Regions from separate parts of the Mus musculus genome. Here regions 2 and 3 are each linked to region 1. The links are chromatin contacts, called in public HiChIP or PLAC-seq maps. All regions are on one chromosome and are shown on one strand. Each heading gives the region's core, a stretch centred on a gene start, on an enhancer-like site or on the middle of the called end of the contact. The rest is flanking DNA. Distances are from core to core; before and after follow the strand shown. Region 1 has its middle 10 kb from the start of Kirrel3. Region 2 has its middle 220 kb from the start of 7630403G23Rik. Region 3 has its middle 140 kb from the start of Kirrel3.

The links. HiChIP or PLAC-seq counts read pairs in DNA pulled down with a chosen protein or histone mark.
Region 2: a FOXA1 HiChIP or PLAC-seq map of pancreatic cancer cells shows a contact between it and region 1, with 17 times the contacts expected there. The contact joins two enhancer-like sites. A contact is called at or near these places in 5 of 39 promoter capture datasets (the 3T3-L1 cell line, cancer-associated fibroblasts, hippocampal neurons and 1 more), 9 of 484 Hi-C or Micro-C datasets (the 3T3-L1 cell line, cerebellum, cerebral cortex and 5 more), 4 of 115 datasets of contacts at active chromatin or transcription factors (astrocytes, embryonic forebrain, pancreatic cancer cells and 1 more) and 1 of 9 other capture datasets (embryonic stem cells).
Region 3: a contact with region 1 is called in a FOXA1 HiChIP or PLAC-seq map of pancreatic cancer cells, with 17 times the contacts expected there. The contact joins two enhancer-like sites. A contact is called at or near these places in 1 of 39 promoter capture datasets (hippocampal neurons), 5 of 484 Hi-C or Micro-C datasets (the HL-1 cell line, cortical neurons, myocytes and 1 more) and 5 of 115 datasets of contacts at active chromatin or transcription factors (astrocytes, embryonic stem cells, neural progenitor cells and 2 more).

What each region holds. Positions count from the first base shown.
Region 1 is chr9:34,476,893-34,480,199 of GRCm38.p6, reverse strand. No RefSeq gene overlaps it. Among named protein-coding and RNA genes, the nearest start is that of Kirrel3, 10 kb to the left of the region's middle. Within about 2 kb of position 1,584, at least 8 of the 459 cell types and tissues checked have an H3K27ac peak or open chromatin away from gene starts, as enhancers often do. A contact at or near this core is called in pancreatic cancer cells, where this site is marked.
Region 2 is chr9:34,257,053-34,260,359 of GRCm38.p6, reverse strand. No RefSeq gene overlaps it. Among named protein-coding and RNA genes, the nearest start is that of 7630403G23Rik, 220 kb to the right of the region's middle. Within about 2 kb of position 1,664, at least 11 of the 459 cell types and tissues checked have an H3K27ac peak or open chromatin away from gene starts, as enhancers often do. A contact at or near this core is called in pancreatic cancer cells, where this site is marked.
Region 3 is chr9:34,348,761-34,352,067 of GRCm38.p6, reverse strand. No RefSeq gene overlaps it. Among named protein-coding and RNA genes, the nearest start is that of Kirrel3, 140 kb to the left of the region's middle. Within about 2 kb of position 1,802, at least 16 of the 459 cell types and tissues checked have an H3K27ac peak or open chromatin away from gene starts, as enhancers often do. A contact at or near this core is called in pancreatic cancer cells, where this site is marked.

The DNA of each region.
Region 1 (3,307 bases), core at 335-2,834:
GCCTTTGGTTACTGCTCTCAGGTGTTCGTCACAGGGTCAGAGACAACAACAACAGCCCAAACAACAACACCCTATCTAACACTTCTTGCAGTGGGAATTCTGAACTTGAATCGGAATCCCTGATGCTGTGTGTGATGCTTGGCCCAGGGTGTAGCAGTATTAGAAGCTGTGGCCCTGTTGGAGTAGGTGTGTCACTGTGGGTGTGGGCTTTAAGACCCCTTTTCTAGCTACCTGGAAGTCAATATTCTGCTAGAAGCCTTCAGATGAAGATGTAGAATTCTCAGATCTTCCTGCACCATGCCTGCCTGGATGCTACCATGTTCCTGCTTTGATGATACTGGACTGAATCTCTGAACCTGTAAGCCATTCCCAATTAAATGTTGTCCTTTATAAGACTTGCTTTGGTCATGGTGTCTGTTCACATCAGTAAAACCCTAAGACACTGTGTTTTAACAGTCCTTTCAGATAATTTTAATGCATTCAAGAACTATTGTTATGAGCCTTCCTGTGTACCATTACCTAGTAAAATAATAATGAAGCTGTATCTAAGCTTGTTCTACCTATCTTCCTTGCTTCCCTCCATCCCATTGGAATTTTTTAAAGCAAATTCAACTCAGATATTATATGCTTTCACCCACAAGTATGTCCCCATGCAGTCAGGACTTTAATAAAGATAAAACAATACTTTACTATTATATTTGTTAGATCGGGACCAAAATCTCTAGACCCTTTATCTTTAAGTTATCCATTCTTAGAATGCACTTGACAGTTTTAATATAATAGGTTTTTGGTCAAAAAGTCAGTTCAAACTGAGTAAGGCAAAAAAAAAATCTTTTACTTTTAATGATTAAGAATTTATTAGTTAGAAATGGTTGTCTCATCATTATGGTGGGTACTCAGTCAGTTTGGGGTGCCATTACAGAATACCATAGATGGGTGCATTAGACAACTGAAATATACTTCTCATGGTTTAGGAGGCTGGCACTCTGTCCATGTCCAATTAAAATGCTTGTATAGCTGGTGTCAGGTGAGACCTTGTGTCCTGGCTTTACATTTGCCATCTTCTCCTTAGTCCCATTCAGGATGGCTCCACACTGATGACCTGAGTACTACCTAAGGGTAAGGTCCTGCATCCTACTACCATCCAACTGGAGATTAGAATTTCAGTTGGACTTCTTTTGGGTGGGGTGATAATACTTGGTCCATAATGAGGATGGAAATCCATGCACGTGGAAGAATCAGACCCTGTTTAGGATATGGTCTATATGATGTAAATCTTTGGCAGTCAATGAAAGCATTGTGCAATGTGACCCAATGGTTCTGCCAGAACCGGGATATATCCACAATATCACTCCATGCTCCTACACCTGGTCTTTGTTTGGATATGTTTGCTTGTAACATAAAGCAAACATTGAGTCGCAAACTATAACCTTGGCTAAAGTTGAGTCACAAACTGTAATCTTGGCTAAAGTTGAGTCACAAACTGTAATCTTGGCTAAAGTTGAGTCACAAACTGTAATCTTGACTAAAGTTGAGTCACCAACTGTAATCTTGGCTACTTGTTATTTGATGAAGAGGTGTCAACCCACTTTAGTGTTTTCATACACAACACATGCTGTGTCCCCAGTAGTCACCTCATCACTGGGCTGTGTTGTCTGCTTTCCCCAAGTTCTGCTATGCCTGGGAGTTTTTATTAGATGCTGAGAAACTCAAGGGAATATTTGATCCCATCTTCAGATGTCTGTAGCAAAAACTGACACTTGCATGGAGCATGATTTGATAGCAATATCTGCAAAGTGTCAGAAAGGGGAGGGGATCGATACACGTAATTTACTTGGAATAATTCATTGCCTAACCGGAGTTTTCAGTGAGGGCAGACAAATTCTACTCTAAACTAACTCACCCACCTGGACTAGGAGGAAGGCAGTGAATCCATCTTTCGAATGAGATGTAAAACTAACTTTCTTGCTTTCACTAATGGCTCCTCTGCCTTTCTTGAGATGGGATGCTCATTCTGTCAGGCCATTTTTCAAAGGGGTCGGGGGATGCATGCTATTGACTGAAGGCTACTCCCATCAGAGCCAACTGCTTTTGCTTGCTGCTCTTATATATGGGAATGATGCTTGCTCAGAGGTTGTTGGTTTTGCAGGTTCATTACACCTCAAGAGGCAAGAGGAATACAGAGAAGCTTTCTGGGGTAGGGATGGGTGGTGATTTTTCCTTTCTTTTAACGCTGGACTGGAAGTAAAGATCTTTTCCAAGGAACTGGAAGTTGGAAAAAAAAAGGAGTAACTGCTCATGTCAGTGAGAGGAATCTTTGGAGTGGTCTACTAAAGTCAAGGAGTCACTTTCAGAAAAATACTCAAGAGATTATAATGAAGTTTAAATGGCTGTTCAGTGACTTCTCAGCTTCTTTTCTCAAAGATCTGATGTTCACCCATCTGGGTAAAATGATTTGAAGTAGAAACCAGCACATGGTATCAAAAGTCACCAGAGAGATTTTAGCTTTTGAGGAAGAATCCACTGGAGGCTTCCACCTTGATAAGCTACAACCACCTCTGATGAATGCTTAATACTGGCCAGTGGCATTGTATTGGCAGAGGACAGGAAGGGAACCAGAACTACAGATTCCATTTGAAGTTGCTAAAGAAGCTTGGGGCAGGGAGGGTTGTAATTATAAGGAACCTTCAAATAATTATGCGGTTACCATCTAATTAAGAAGTGCCACTTTCTGTTTTAACTCCCTGAGATTCAGAGATGGCCTTGCCACAGACCCTAGTGAGCTTTGGATGCTCCCTGAAGTGGGAGAAGAGTCCATGGCAAGAAAAGACTGGACTCTGAAAAGTCCAGAAAACTCCTTGGGGAGCAGCCTGGAATGTTGGGGAGAAAAATGGCCATTCTCCATCACCAAACTTCTTACCTTTATGTATTTTATAAGAATCATCTACAATAAGAGAGGAAAGAATTCCTCCTGCTTGTTAGAAGACTAATAAATGAATTAAGATCAGTGTGTGTGTGTGTGTGTGTGTGTGTGTGTGTGTACATTTTTAATCATCTCCTCAAAATAGGGAAATTACACTCAATAGACTTCTGAGTTGGGCTTCCTTTTTGAATGCACTACAGGAAATACAGAAGGCTTGTAGTTGGTAGACAACGTGTTTACATCTTATAACTGGGGCATGATGATGTGTGCCTGTAATTCTAACACTTGAGAGGTGGAAGCAGAAGGATGAGAAGTCCAAGGTCATCCTCTGCTACACAGCAAGTTTGAGGTCATCCTTGGCTATGTAAATTCCCGTCACCTAAG
Region 2 (3,307 bases), core at 415-2,914, 220 kb after region 1:
TTTAGTTAAATGCCAATATAGATGTCATAGTACAGATGTAATTAACATGTATACTCATCAGACATTAAGTACATCAGACCACACACTGCAAGTAGTTTGAACAAATATCTAGTTGTTTGACGGGTGTAAAAACAAATCCTGAGGTTTTCTGAGGAATTCTATTTCAAGGCAGTAATATTAGAAACCTGGCCTGTGACTTCTACCTGCTAACTAATAGGGTAACTTAAAACTTGTCAGCCCCCAAGTTGAGTCAAGCAGTTTCCTTAAACTCTTGTGTGTGCATGCATAGTCTAGATGGCACTGTATCTATAAACATGCATGTTATTTATGAATATCCAACTAATATACAGCATTAAGTGAGCCATTCTGGGGGTTTCATCCAAACCCCCCCCTACTCTGTGAAATGAACATAATGTTCTGTTTGTCTACTGGGCTCCATTGTGGGTCTCTGGGTAATGAATGCTTATGACTGCTCTCTTCTGCCTCAGCATCTAGTTAAAGATTATTCTTAGGGCAGACCAAGCAATAATGTCTCATTGTAAAGCAAACCAAACAGTGGAGGACTTCATAAAACCTTGATGATTCACCAGCATGCATCCATTCACAAATGCCACTTCTGGGCCAATGAATTAAAAAGTGGACTCCACCTTTTAATGGGAAAAGCGATGAAATTACATTGCAAAGGGTTTGGATCCAAAGAGCACATTAATTGTGGCTGTTAATGAAGTGAGTGCAATACCTTTATAAACCAGGCCAGCACAGTCTTAAGTATGGTGCAGTTGTGAAGAAGAATACAACCCACAGGGATAGCTGCTTGACTGGGGCATGTGGCAAGCTCAGTACTGTCCCGAGTATCATTTGCAGTGAAGCTATTAAAAAGGGGGTCTTATTCAGTTAAATGTTCCACAATATTTAAGTTATATAAGCTCAATTTTGAAGCAACACTCAAATTATGTTAGATTTTTACATTCATAATTTACGTTGATAATTAGGACCAGGGATATGCTAAGTATATAAGTGATACTAAAGAAAAACATTAAAAAGAAGAGGGAGAAGCAAAGCAAACAGGGCTCTGAGGCTAGGATGCATAGAGAGACATGCTAGGATGAGTCTTTGTTTGGGGAGTTCTGTGAACCTAAGGGACAAATCTGAAAGGGATTGGAGATGGATAGAGAGTATATGAAGATGACAGATGATCTAAGAATGGCTGTGTGGCACCAACTCCTACAGCAGGCTAGCAAAACAATATCTTTGGAAGATGAATTCCAGGAAGAAAGTCTTTGCAGGTACAAGCAAAAGTATATTAAATGTGGATATGTTTTTCTTTGTTTTGAATGTATTTCTTTCTATGTTCTCATCTTTCATAGAAAAATGAAGTATTGGCACGAGAACAAACAGGAGCCTAACAGTGAGGAGAGGACAGGGAAAGGGCTTTTTTGCAAATTACTCCGTAGGACCACTGGCAAGATGAGGTTGTGGGGTCAGGTGGGAGTGATCTGAGCCACACTGGTACAGAGTCACATCAGAGCTCCAGTAAACCTGTGAGTTTGCCAAAACTCTGAGAAAGGAAAACAAAACCTGGCCTGTGATCGTCACAGCACAGATTCTCTCTGAAGTGACAGGGCATTTTGTGTTCAGACTTTGAACATCCCCGCCCTAGCTGGTTTGCTGGTGAAACTCACTAACAGCTGTCCCCAGAATAAGGTCAAGAGTTAAAAGTGTGCCCAGGCTGGATGTGTCTGATCACAGCATGTACACACTTCCTGTTGCTCAGGGACATAAGGGCCTCTGAGTGACATTTGTTAAATACCAGCAGGGTCTCTAACAGAGTCCCCATCCCTATGAAAGCTCAGGTCCCAGCCCTGAGAAACCTTCAAGGTAGAGAGCAAAATGAGAGGGAGGCTCTGGGCAGTCAGAGTTACCATGAAGTCAGGCCAGAGCTTCCCAGATACTGTGATGGGAGTAAAGACAGTTGCTTTATGAACTACCTCCTTGGAAACTCCCCAGCAGCCAGTGGCCAAACAGAACCCTAGATCATAGCTTCTTAAACTGTGGGCTATGACCCCATATATCATGGGAGTCATAAAAGTGGCAACAAGAAAAGTTTATTGAATGCAGAATGACCAAAAATTAATTCAAAATCGAATGTGTAATAAATCCCAGGTGTTCCTGGCAGAGCTTCCCCATTGTTCACATGTGACTTCATTACAGACTCTGTTCCTAACACACAGCATGAGCATTTTGCACTGTATTTGCCATTGTGCCACACAATGTATGAATGCCATCTGCAATGTTTCAGCTCAGATTAGATACTACTGTGCACTATGAATTGTCATGCCTTCACTGGGCAAAATCTTCTTCTCTTAAGGAAACATGATAGTTTGGTGATGAAAAGAAAGGTTTTGAATATCTCTCTATATTGTTCCTCATTGTGAAAGTATCTAATTATATTATCATCCATTTGTATTGTGTTAGATTTTTATTATTATTATTTAAAAAGTTTCTGTTTGAGTTGGTGACTTGAATTTCCTTAAAAAAATAAATTTAAAAAACAACTGTTACTTTTGGCTCGTGATTGGAATATCCAGCTGCAGAGAGTAGCACACACAGGATGACCTCATTGACATTGGAGAGGAGAGGGAGAAATGTATGTAAGAGTAATGAAAAGCATATTTGAACAATTATACAATAACAATAAGTTAGCTTGTCCAGTTTAATTGCCATTCCTTCTTCAGAACTATGGAAATTTTTTTAGTAACTTAGGTGTCCTGATTTGTTCATTACATGCAATACATTCAGAACTTATTGGAGCATAAATATAGTTTCACTATTATTCTCTTACCCTCCAGAACTACTGAATTATGGCTGTTTGCTTAATTCTATTTCAGGTATGGCCATGTATAAAGAAATATGTAGTATATTTTTTTTCCTGCCATAGTTTTTCTTGTAGCATTGGGAAGATTGGGCATGTACTAAAAATAGACAAAGGAAGGTGGAAGATGGGTAAACTAAATGGTAATATGTTTTATCTGCAAAAGTGTTGAGAAAAGTGGTCCAGTAAGACTAATGGGGACTAAACGTGAAGAATAATGCTTTGCTGGTCTGAAGACAAGGGACACCCTGGATGAGTAGGACACAGAAAGGGGACCAAAAGTAGCTACAGGAAAATATAACTGAAAATGTACCTGAAAAAGAAAAATACCTTCTTTAAAAATATTTTTAAAGCCCTAAGTTGTTGGGTGAATAGAAAGCAAACAAAGACAAAAAGTCTGTACAGTGCTAAATTCTTTCCTTCTATAGTTAGTTA
Region 3 (3,307 bases), core at 553-3,052, 130 kb after region 1:
AACTCAGAAAGCCCCAGAGATGACTCTATCGACTGTCCTTTAAATAGAATTAAAATTGACTCAAGATATATCTTCAAATCTATTGAATTACGTAGCCCATAATTGAGCTGCAGCTGGTCTTGATGGGGGAAATTAACCAGAGAAGGGGAAAAGATTGGAGGAGCTGCCACAGGATGTTGGGATATCATGTAGAAGGGTTGGAGGGTGAAGGCTGTGTCAATAATTATGTAGCTTATATGATGACATCAGGCACCAGCTGACTTGCTCAACTAATAGGGCTAGGTAGTATTTCTTCATTTATGTAAGGAAACTGTACACATTGCTCTGAGTTGTTCCTGTCAGACATTAACAAGGTATCTGGGTTTGGAATGGAAGTCTCCATTCTCCATTTTGTCTCTGAACTCTTGACCATGTTCTATGTCCTTACCAAGACTAGAAGCAGTGCTTAAAGTATTGTGTCTGTCAGCACTCTAGCTTCTTTATCTGACCATATTTTTCTCAACTCCTCTCAGTTGTTAAACAGCATTAAATTCATCCTTAGTGCAGGCTATGATTTTAGGCCTTGGAGATGCTAGTCTCAGCAGTACTAGTTGAGAAACACATAACTTCCTGGGTCAGATCCAGGCCTGGCCAAACATGCCATGTAGGGATACATGCCATCGGACTCTACCCTCTTTAATGAGGTCTACACTCTTCCTCCTTGGGACCAAAGGCAGAGTGGCAATGCGATATGTGTGCCTTATATATACAGCCTCTGTGACAGTGTTTATGTCCTGAGATGGATGAAGGCTCTGCCTTTACCTTATTGCCAGGTAACAGCTCTTAGCTCTCTTCCTGCATTTGTCTTTGACATTCAAAGCAGCAGCAAGAGTATAGTTTGAATGAGGCTAGCAAGAGTTCATTTATGGTGAAGTTGGGGTGGGTGGTAGAACCTTTAGAAGTTAGGACCTACTAGAAGGTCATTGCCATACCATCCTTGGAAAGAGTTACTAGTTTTTGTGTGACCTTGAATTAGTTCTTAAGAGTTTCCCTAGAATGGCCTGGCCTTATCTTAAATTCTTTCTTTCTGTGTCTATTACTCACTATGTAATCACTTTTTCTTAAGCTATGACCCCATGATGGTGATCATTTGGGTCAGGAGTCTTTCTTTATAGATGCTAGCAGCATGCACTTATACCCCTAAAACTGAACTAAAGAAATCTCCCTCCCTCTCTTCTTCCCTCCTTCCTTCCCTCCTCTTCTCTTTCCCATCTCTCTCTCTTCTCACCTCTTTCTCATTCTCTGTCTCCCTCTCTCCCTCCCACCTCTCTCCCCTCCTCCTCCTCTTCTCCTCTTCCCTTCCTCTTCCTTCTGCATTCTCCTCTAGTTTCCTTTTCCATCACCCAATCTCTTCCCCTCCCCTCCCTTCTGTGCTCCCTCAGTTTCTCTTCTATAATCTCTTCTTTTCTTCCCCCACCCATCTCCTTTTGAGTCAGGTCTCACTTTGTTGATACCCACACAGCAGCCTTGAATTTATGTTCTTCCTTCTTCTATCTGCCCAGGTGTTATAAATATTAGGATTATAGACTGGTGTCACCTGCCCTGGCTAAGCTCTTTCCTTTATAGACACTTAACCTCAACTATTTTGTTATGAAACCTAGACCAATAGTGGCCATATTAAACAAAGACTGGGATGGGGTGGAAATGTGCAATCTGTCAGCTTGCAGCTATGTATTCTCAGGGCTACCTATTTGTAGAACAGAGTGCTTCGACAGTGTGGCTCCACTTAAACCTCCTCCCACACCACAATGCCCACAGACTTCTCTTCTTAATTTGCTACTTCAATTCGACAAATATTTATGGAATGTCTACTGTAGGTCAGGCACTGTTCCAGGCACTGGAATCAAAACAGTGAGCATTTGTAACCACAACCTTGTCCTCTGGAAGGTTAAGGAAGCAAGTGAGATATGGAAGAAAGAATTGTGCAATCGGATTGCTAACCACTAATGATACAGTTCTGTGTTCTACCTGCCCCCAACAATTTAGGCAAGGCAGGTAGAAGCCCAGATAGAGTCAATCTGTACTTTTTGCTTTTGGTTCCAAGAGGGACTTAATTTGGGTAATGGATTAGATTTTCCTCAAAGAATTTTCCTTGAATAACTCTTCATGCCAAAGGTTCTCAGCATTTTCTATTGTTTTTTATTGCACGTTCAGGTATGCTGTGGTGACTAAGTATTCTGCTTTTCCAAGGTATGAGGGAGTTAAAGGACATGGAACGTTCAATGCTGAAAGTGCCAATCCTGGACAGTTAAGTTAGCACTAGCATGAGTGTAATGTATGTGCATGTGCATGCCAAAACACATAGGCCCGTGTGTACGTGTGTTTACGTGTGTGTGTGTGTGTGTGTGTGTTCCTGTATAAACTGAAAAGGACCACAGTAGGCAGAAAAACTAAGCCTGTTACCTGTCTCAATATACATGGCTTCTTAATAGTGCCTGAAATTGGTGTGTAAGAGCACACACGTCCTGTAGACCACTTGGAGAGGATTGATACAGCTTCCCCATGCATGCATTTTGGTGGGGGTGGAGTTTTGTCTGCATGCATCATGGATGATTGTGCTATGCAGAACATACAGCATCAACTACAAGCCTTCCCTGTCATTTTCTATAAATTCCAATTGACTAATTTCTATGGGAGCTTTGAGACCTACGCTAAACAGTTTAGTTCTTTTTGTGCCTCGCTAATCTACTGCATTTGATTGCGAATGGTCTGCCATTAGCCTTGTTGTTAGAGCTGGGGAATCTGTGTAATTTCTAAGTAACTGTTTTTAAACTTTTGAATGGCATGCATGCATGGGTGGCTGTTCAGAGCCCATCTATCTATAGGCTGTCTAATGGGTTCCAATGGGAGTGTGCACGGCATACCTTGTGCCTGGCAACCTACAAACTCATCAGTGCTTCAGGCATGAGTGGCATTTTAAAGGACCTTTACCATGAGTGGAATTAACATGCACTGTCCCTCTGGAGCCTGTTAGCTTTTCGATTCTGCCCCCCACGGTGAAAAATAAATGCATGTAATTTAGTTGAGGAAAAATGTCTTTAGGGCATTTTTGCTACTCTTGGATTTGCTCTACAGGACACTTAAAAAAAAATCCAGTCTCCAAATGGAAGTGGCCAAAACTAATATAGGTCACTATCATACAAAAGAATAGGAATTTACAGCAGGGCTGTTTGCTGTCTTCTGCCAGGACGCTTGTCTCTTGGCTCCTTGTCACTCAGCTTCCACAGTCTTGAACTTTTGCTGACATACTCCTGTATGGTCAAGAATC